2 separate regions of the Mus musculus genome follow, and region 2 is linked to region 1. A link is a contact called in public Hi-C data. All regions are on one chromosome and are shown on one strand. Each heading gives the region's core, a stretch centred on a gene start, on an enhancer-like site or on the middle of the called end of the contact. The rest is flanking DNA. Distances are from core to core; before and after follow the strand shown. Region 1 holds the start of Fbxl4 (F-box and leucine-rich repeat protein 4). Region 2 overlaps Fbxl4 (F-box and leucine-rich repeat protein 4).

Region 1 (4,374 bases), core at 1,181-3,680:
TTCTACCTGTCTCCCAAGTGCTCGGATTACCGATGGACATCCACTACATCCAGCTTTTGTGTCCTTTTCTGAATATGCTTTACGTTTCAGTTAGAAACCATACTTCAACTTGGGGCCCATCCCATGGGTGAGCACCAACCGTTGATACTTAATGATATTCTGTTATGCTTGTAGACAGGAGCATGTTGTCCTCTGAGAGTCTCCACCCAGCAGCTGACTCAGACAGATGCAGACACCCACAGCCAAACAGTGGATGGAGCTTGGAGACTCTTATGGAAGAAAGGGAGGAAGGATTGCAGCCCTGAAGGGGATAGGAACTCCACAGGAAGACCAACAGAGTCAACTAACCAGGACACTTGAGGTTCTCAGAGTCTGAACTACCAACCAAAGAAGATACACAGGCTGGACCTAGGCCTTCCCACACACATGTAGCAGATTTACAGCTTGTCTTCATGTGTGTCCTAACCAACTAGAGCGGATGCTATCCCCAAAGCTATTGCCCGTCTGTGGGATATTTTCTAGCTGGGCTGCCTTATCTGGCTTCAATTGGAGAGGGAGTGATTAGCCTCGCAGAAGTGCCAGGGTTGGGAAATACCTAGAGGGCCTCTACCCTCTCAGAGGAGAAGGGGAGGAAGGGATGGGAGAAGGATTGTGGGAGGGGATAACCAAGAGTGGGGCAATCAGCAGGATGTAAAGTGAATAAGTAAAAAAAAAAAAATTAAATTAAAAAAAATAAATATAGTGAAGAAAGAAGTGTGGAGAGTGAATAAAAGACTAAATGAAGGTCTTTGCTTAAAAACACACACTTCATTTTAGAATGAGTAACTTCTGTAGTTTAAATGGAGTTTGAGTTCTTTATACGCATTAACTGAAGTCTTATCAGAAAATATAAAAGGGTCAGGTTTTTTATTTTTAATAAATTAGCATGATTTAAACACAGATTTTATTTTAGAATAAATATTCAGATTTACAAAAACTCTGTGATGAACAGATTGAGATGACAGACAAGCTGACCTCACAGCTGCCCTTGGTGTTAAAGAGATGGAATGCTCTTCCTGCTGGCCTTGAACTCACTGACATCTGCCTGCCTCTGCCCCCCAATGGCTGGGATTAAAGACATGCTCCACCACACCCAGTTCTAACCCTCTCCTTTTAGAACCTAGCTCACCAGATAGTGTCACAGTTAAGAATGGAAGATGGAAATTGAGTTTGAAGTTTTTGATTAAAATTTCACTTTTGTGTAGATTACACAGCATAGCATAATTGTTTCACTTCATGTGGTGGTCTGGATGAGATACTTTTATATGCTGGGGCCTTTCAATATGTGGTTCCTAGTTGGTCTGTTTGGGGAGGTGGAGGAGGTATGGCTTTGCTGATGGAAGTCAGTCATTGGGCCTGGCTTTGACAGATCAAAGACTTACCTGTTTCGAGTTGGTTCTTTGTACTTCGTTGTTTGCAGTTGGAGATGTGAGCTCTTAGTTGTTTGTGCCACCATACCTGGTGCTTGCTGCAGTGCTCCGGGTATGTAAGTGATTCTTAACCATCTGGAATCCCAAGTCTCATTGTTTTGGCTGTGATGTTTTGTTACAGCGATGGAAAAGAAAGTAACATAAAATTAACAAGTATTCTTTCTATTTTGCTTCTTCAAGAGAAAATTGGAAATCATGAGTGGTTCAGCATATTATTGAGTTTCCCATAAATAGGGCTGGAGAGACAGCTCTTTCAGAGACCCTGTTTGGTTCCCAGAATCCACTTCTGACAGCTCACAAATGCCTGTAATTTCAGCTCCAGGATATCTGATCTCTTCTGCCTTCAATGGCACCTGAACACATGTGTGCGCATGAACAGCACACACACACACACACACACACACACACAGATTAATAAAAAATTAAAATAAATCTTAAAGTTTTTTTTTATTAATGGAAACCTTGTGGAAAGACAGATGTAACGACAACTGAAGAAAGGTTCATTTGAAAAGAAATGGAGACTTAAGGGAGACCCGTGACAGCATCTTCATCACAGGTGGTCAGGTGAATATGCGCCTGCAGGGAAGGTTTGTTTCTGAGGGCTGAAGAATTTGTATATTAATTGGTGGATTGTGCCTGCTGAGAACTTTTACTGCTCTAGAAGTTCTCTTTCTAGTGCTCCTGTGCTGAAGTGCTTTTTTGCATAATACTTGGGTTGAGTCACCAAGTCCGAAGAAGCTCCAGCAGAACTACATTACTTCTGGAGGGCTATCTTTGGCAGGATGAGTAGCGTAAAGGTTCTGCAACCCGCTGCCAGTCCCCGAGCAAACAGGCCATTTCTAAAGCACCACTGGCCTGGCTAATCAGCTCAAACAACCAGGGCAATCCGGCAGCAGCCAGCCCGACCCTGGCCCCGCCCTTCGCCAGGCCCCGCCCCGCCTCCGGCCCCGCCCCGCCTCCCGGCCTCGGTCTTCCTTCCGGGTCGCGCTGGGCCGGGCCCGCCGCCGCGGCAGCAGCACGGGATACTGGGAGCCGTCTCCTGCTGCCCACGCTGCGGGCTTGCGGCGAAGCTCTGTTCGCCCAGTTCCGGACCCTGCAGGGTACGGCGCTTTCTTCCTTCCTCCCTCTTCAAGGTCTCGACGTTCCCCCCTCGGCGTGGGCGGGGCCGGGCGCGCGCCACTCTGGGGAGCGCGGGGCGGAGGCTCTGGGCCCACGCGTGCCTATGGTGCTGCGCCGCTGTGCTGGCGGAGACCGGACGTGGGTGCCGCCGCCTCCTGTCGCGGCTCTCTTGGGCCTGGCACGCTCACGGCGAGCTGCGGACGCTGGGCCTGCAGGCTGCGCAGCCCTGACTTCCCTCTCACGCGGGAAGGTTTCTGTCCAGGCAGGCTCGAGCCAGGAGATGCCAGGCTGCAGCCTTCTTTCCATCGTCTGGGGTGGGCCCAGCCACTTGTCAACTATGTTTGGCGATGGGGTTGGTTCTGCATTTCATCGGCTTCCCAAGTGCTCTTAGTCCCAGAGCTGTCAGCAGTCAGTTCTACTTGTAATCCACAAAGGGTCAGGAAGTTAGCTGGCTGTGGCCCACTGGTCTGCTCTGTTGGGAGCCACCTGCTCCCTCTGCTTCCTGCGCACACTCTGAGGAGATCCTAAGGCAGGCACACTGCTTATCTTGCCCACTCTCTCGTCCTACACGATTAATGAGTACAGGGTCCCTCGCACTCCTCTGTCTTGGAGTAAGTCTTGGGTGGAAGTGAAGTCTCATCTAGTGGCGCTAAGAATTAGACAGTCTTGAGTAGTCATTGAATTCCATTATTTCCAGACTTGCGTACCAATTTGAAAAATTCCTGTCCCACGTTTTGGCTCTTTTGAACCCTATTCCGTCTTTGTTTTCAAAGTCAGAGAGGTCAGGGCCTAAGACCTGGTTGTTTGTGGTCCTGTTGCTGCTGTCTTACAGTGTTGTTTACAGCTGATGTTTTGCTTTCAAATATGGTCGTCGAATCTTTACCAAGCCACTGCCCAGTCTTCTCAGCTTGGAAGCGTTACTATTTGCCGTCTTCGCTGTTCTAAGTTTGGAGTCCTCTTGGGTCTTTCATAATATGGATTGTGACTAACCCCCACCCCCCTCCGTGCACGTGCCCCATGGTTTGTTGTCTTACTCAACTTTGGTGTGAGATAAATAATGCTGTGCCTTCTTGGTTATTACTGGCCAATGACTTCATCCCAATTTGTCGAGTTCTGTTCTTTTTCTTCCTGTCAAGTGCTGGTATATGGTGAACACTTGGCGCCCGTGTATTCTTGAGACCTTCTGAACTGCTAGCAGTGACCTACTTCCTGTGGTAATGCCATGCTGCTCTTGTTTCTCCAGCTTTACAGTGTGTGGCGATTCAAACCTTGTCTGACATATCATGAACATCAGTGGATATTTTTGTAATGAACATTTAGTTGAGGGCAGGTTGGATTCCTTTTGTGTTTGAGTGTTGAGGTAGAGCTCTCAATGTAGCCTTGGCTGGGCTCTCTTAGAGGTCTTGTTGGCCCTGGCCCCTGAGAGATGGGGCTAAAGGTATGAAGAACTGCACTGAGTTGAATTCCCTTGTGTCTCGCCCCTCCCTCTAAAATGCCTTGCCAGTTTTTGAAATTTGTAAATTTGCCTTTCCTTTGGTCAGGTGAATTAATGGCCAAATTCTTAAATAAGCTGTCTTTTTGCTCACCCCGTTTACCCTGTCGAGTTGTTCCACATAGAAACTGATTCCCAGTCGCACGTCTGTTGACTTGGGATCTTCTCTTCGTGTGTGCAGTGTCCTGTTGGCCGTTATCAGTGATAACATAACAACATTCTATACCTGCTTTCAGCCCAGGCAAGCTCAATGCTCAAGCTCTCAGATATCCCTTTGAGTTTCACCATTCCAAC
Region 2 (4,512 bases), core at 1,518-4,017, 36 kb after region 1:
AGTTTTACTGCCCTTTATTAGCCCACATTCTGTGTGTGTGTGTGTGTGTGTGTGTGTGTGTGTGTTTAAGCGATACTGTCCTTCACTGTTGATGATCTTGGCTTTCTGTTTTATATAGCTCATTCAACTGATTCTGAATCATCTTTCACTACCAGACCTGTGTAGATTAGCCCAGACTTGCAGGCTTCTCCACCAGCATTGCTGTGATCCTCTGCAATATATCCACCTCAACCTGCAGCCATACTGGGCCCGGCTGGACGACACGTCACTGGAGTTCCTACAGGCTCGCTGTGTGCTTGTCCAGTGGCTTAATCTGTCTTGGACTGGCAACAGAGGGTTCATCTCTGTATCAGGATTTAGCAGGTAGGTACAAAACCTTGTTGCAGCTTTTTAATCAAGAGTCTAGACTTGTATATAAGAATGTTCACAGTACAAATTTTAAACTGTATTTGTATATTTAATAAGAATAAAAAGACTGATATTTATAAAAATGAATTAGTGCTATCCATCCTCAGCTAAACTTCATAGTGATGTAAGGGCCAGCTGTATTCTTTACTTCTTATTTAAATCCCAAGTGACTTTCAACCGAACTGCTTTTTTTCTTTCTCATATTTTCAGCACAGATGATTAACACATTTAAAAAACTATTTCCAAATCAAAATCTACCTCTCTAATGTGATTTGTCAGAAATGGAAAACAATTTATTACAGAACATTTTTAATTAAATCTTAATTACATGTGCAATACATCACCCAAATTTAGAAGCTCATTTAAGCTAATTATGTTGAAAATGAAATTGCATTCTAAATAGAGGACGATGCTTGCAGACCTGCCCAGGTGTTTCTGCTCCTTTCTATTTAAGCATTTAGTTTCCTTACTATTAAATGTCACCTGTTAAACATTTGAAAGCTAGCAAAAGTGCATATTCATTTAGTAATGCCATAGTAATTTTTCTTAGGATACAAACAGGTGCTTTTCTCTTAACTTGGATGATTGTTCTTGTATGTGTTATATGACTCTATCATTTTTATAAAGTTAAACATGGAGTGGAAACTTTGGAGACAATATCTGTTATTTTAAATGAATAAATGCTCCTTTATCTTGCATGGATCTGTACAATCCCAGCTCTTTTTATTACTATTGTTTGCAAAAGATCTTGCTAAGTAACCCTGGTGGCCCTGAAATTGTTTTGTAGCCCAAGTAGAATTCTGTCTTGGGATTTTCTGCTTCAGATTCCTAAACAGCTGGGATTGCAGGGATGTGTTGCAAGGGCCAGCTACAGAACTTTCTATGGCAGGAGGGCAGCATAGGCAAGGAAAAGGTAGCATAGTAGGATTAGGCTTTGTGGGTTAAATTGTGTTGGGCAAGAGGAATACTGCTTCCTGTGACTCAGTCCATGTGAGAAAGAGGGAAGAGAGAAAGCGAGATAGGCTTTGCTTCTGAGGTCACCTCTGAGACCCTCCAGCACCTTTCCAATTACTTGGCAGCCTAGGTTTTTGTATTGGGATGCTTAAATTCTAGTGAGGCCTTAGTCCAATGCTAGTTCTCTCTACTTCAAAAACATTCCACCTGCAAATTGTTCTCACTACTAAGACCAGTAAGAACTGAAACTGCCCATGGCTGTTTTGAGCATGTATTGTTGACCATAAACTAAGGGAGACAGTATGAGACAGACAAGTGGTGTCAGTAAACGTTGCTTTATGTTATAAAGGTCTAGTTCTTGTGTCACTGATTTGCACTAGAGAAATTAATTTTCTGTTTTTAAAATTAGGAATTTAGGGTTTGGCAAGATGGCTTAGAGGATAAAGGCACTCGCTGCCTAAGCTGACAACTCTCGCAGATCCCTGGGATCCACAAGAGAGAAGTTGTCAACTTGTCCTCTGATCTTCACGGGTGCCAGGGTGTGTATGCACCCACATACGTGTAAATACGTGTAAGAAAAACAACATTAAGTGGGGCCTGTTTTCACCCTATGAATCAAGGCATGGTAGCAGAAGTTGTCAACCATGTAGAAGGTTATTTGTGATGTCTAAGTTAACCCTTTGTTCTATGGAGAAGAAAAACATGAAGATAAACACGTTGCTTACTTTCATAAAAAGTGACAGGTGGCAGCTTGTGAGACAATGGTGGTGAGGTCTGACTTTGGCACAGTGATGTCTGTGACCATAACAGCAGTGAGTGTACTGTAACGGTTCTATTAAACAAGTTCTTCAAAACTCTGTAGCTTGACTAGGAAAGAGAAGAGGCGGTTGTGAGGAGAAATCCCAGCAGTCCTGTTCAGTGGGACTGGCAGTGGGTAAGGTCTTGTGTGTCAGTCAGAGCTCCAGCTTTGTCCCTAGCAGCTCTGCTTCTGGCTTCTAGTTCACCTGGATTCCTTGCTCTGCCGCCATCTGCGATGACAGACTTATCCGTTGTCGTTACCCAGATTGTACTGTGGTGGTTTAGCCCGTCAAACCACACATTTTTTGCTAGCATCCCTTTCAGCCGCAGCCACTGTTCACATTTAGAAGTGTGTTTAAACACAAAGAGAAAGGGTTCTTAAGGGCATGCTGGAACTTTGTCTGCTGATTGCTTTGGGTTCTTTGACTTGACTGAAGTGACAGTCATTATGACTCGGAGGCAGCCTTCTCAAAATAAACAATAAATATGCATGACTTGATTATTAATGAATCATCTATGAAGAAGTGGTGGTCTATTTATACACATTAGTCTGAGGATTTCTTTATATACTATTTCAAAGCAGCAGAGCACATGACAGTAGCGGCCGCTGGTGAGCTGTGCGGGGGAGGCTGGGAAGAAGCTGTGCTGCTCCTGTGGCCTGAAACCTCATCTGGGGAAGTGAGAGCTCGGTGCGTTTTAAACAGCCTTCTAGGGACTTTGGTCATGAGAACAGAAAAGCTGCTTAAATTGAAATAAAGAAAGAATTTAATCAGTTATTAAAACCTACTTCTAGTGTCAAATTTATGAGTACTGCCCATGTGTACCACCACTTGTTAAAATCAATTCTCTCTAATTCTCCTTTGCTTACACATCCCTGTCTCTTAGGTCTTGTGCATTCACTCGCCTCCCTGCCTGTCTGTGTTTTAAATTGTATCATATTATGCTGTTTAAAAGCCTAGCTCCATTTTAGCAGTGCTGTCTTTCTTTCAGTGGGTGCTGCGTCTCTCTGATGCTCCTCCCTCTATGCAGGATTTTACCCCTCAGACTCATTTTGTCAGGAAGCATTTGGGGTGCTTTTTAGATTCGAGGACCTTGTCATTTATTGCCTTGTTTGATTTCTTGTTGCTAAGATAAAAGGCCCTTTTGAGGGAAGGGGCTTATTTTGTTTTACATTTTCAGAGGGGCACAGTCTGTCTGTGGCAGTAGATGGGGAAGGCATGGTAGCAGGGGCAGAGGCTGGCTGTATATCCACACCGAGGAAGTAGAGAGAGTACAAACTAGAGACAGAAAGCTCTATCCCCTTGCTCTGCAGCACAACGCCAGTGGTTCACGACCTCCAGTGAAGTTCCATGCTCTAAAGGTTATACAGCCTTCCACAACAGCACCGCCAGCGCATCTAATAGCAGCAGACCTAGCTCAGGCGTCTTTATCTGAATGTAGGCTCATAAAACTCTTAGAGAGACCTTGGAAGGAATGATGGGATGTCTCCTTCAGCTCCCAGCACCTCAGAATTTAGGGAACCCCATAGAAAAGGAGTGTAAGCACTGTCGGGAATGGACAGGGCCTTCAGGGTTCTTCACTGGTTCTCTGCGCATATTTTTCGCTTCTGTTTCTGTTTTTATGGCATTCCTGAGTTTGTGAATGAGTGTGTCTTTGATTCTTGTATCTTCTCTTGCACTCTTATCCTTTTATTGGATTTGCCTTGTCCTACCTTTCATATGATGGCTTTTGTTTTTGTTTTATCTTATTATATACTCTTTTGTTATGTTTTGTTGTTACCTCTTAGAAATTGGTTCTTTTCTAATGAGAGACAGAAAGAGAGTAGATGAGGTTGGGAGGGAAGCTGGGGAAAGACTTGGAGGAGTAGAGAGGGTAAAATGTCATCAGGATATATTATATGAGAAAATAATCTATTTTTAATAAAGGGAAAAAATTAAAATGAAGTTCTAAAAAGGAAGTAAGTAAACCCCTCAATATCAAGTAACAGTAGATAAGGATTCACGATGTAGAACAAGCAGGCTGGATAAGTTATTCTCCTTCCAAGTGACCCATCTCATGATTGAAATGAGTAACTAGTTGATCAATGAAAAATAGCCATGTAACTGCATGAAATAAAACTTCCATGAGGCGCATTAAGAAATGATTCATGTATGGTCAGTTGAGGCTGTTGCTACTGCCTTTATGAAATCAATATATTATGTAAAGTTGGGAAGAGAGAATGTGAACATATTGATTAGGTAGCCTGCTCAGAGTGAAAATATGCATATCTGAGCCTTGGAGGGAAGAAAATCAAAAGCAAAGTGGCAGTGTAAGGGGTCATGTCTTTGTTGTGCTTTCTGACTATCATCAGGT

The links. A called contact is a pair of places that touch in the nucleus more often than the background predicts.
Region 2: a Hi-C map of bone marrow-derived macrophages shows a contact between it and region 1, with 1.7 times the contacts expected there. The contact joins the enhancer-like site here to the promoter of Fbxl4 in region 1. A contact is called at or near these places in 1 of 39 promoter capture datasets (the C10 cell line), 8 of 484 Hi-C or Micro-C datasets (B cells, bone marrow-derived macrophages, centroblasts and 4 more), 3 of 115 datasets of contacts at active chromatin or transcription factors (bone marrow-derived macrophages, embryonic stem cells and memory CD8 T cells) and 3 of 9 other capture datasets (adipose tissue, embryonic stem cells and liver).

Annotation. Positions count from the first base shown.
Region 1 is chr4:22,355,113-22,359,486 of GRCm38.p6, forward strand. Fbxl4 (F-box and leucine-rich repeat protein 4) reads left to right here and starts at 2,431. Exons shown (of 9, transcript NM_172988.4): 1 at 2,431-2,569.
Region 2 is chr4:22,390,559-22,395,070 of GRCm38.p6, forward strand. It overlaps Fbxl4 (F-box and leucine-rich repeat protein 4), which reads left to right. Exons shown (of 9, transcript NM_172988.4): 5 at 119-363. Among named protein-coding and RNA genes, the nearest start is that of Gm24607, 3.8 kb to the right of the region's middle. Within about 2 kb of position 2,768, at least 30 of the 459 cell types and tissues checked have an H3K27ac peak or open chromatin away from gene starts, as enhancers often do. A contact at or near this core is called in bone marrow-derived macrophages and macrophages, where this site is marked.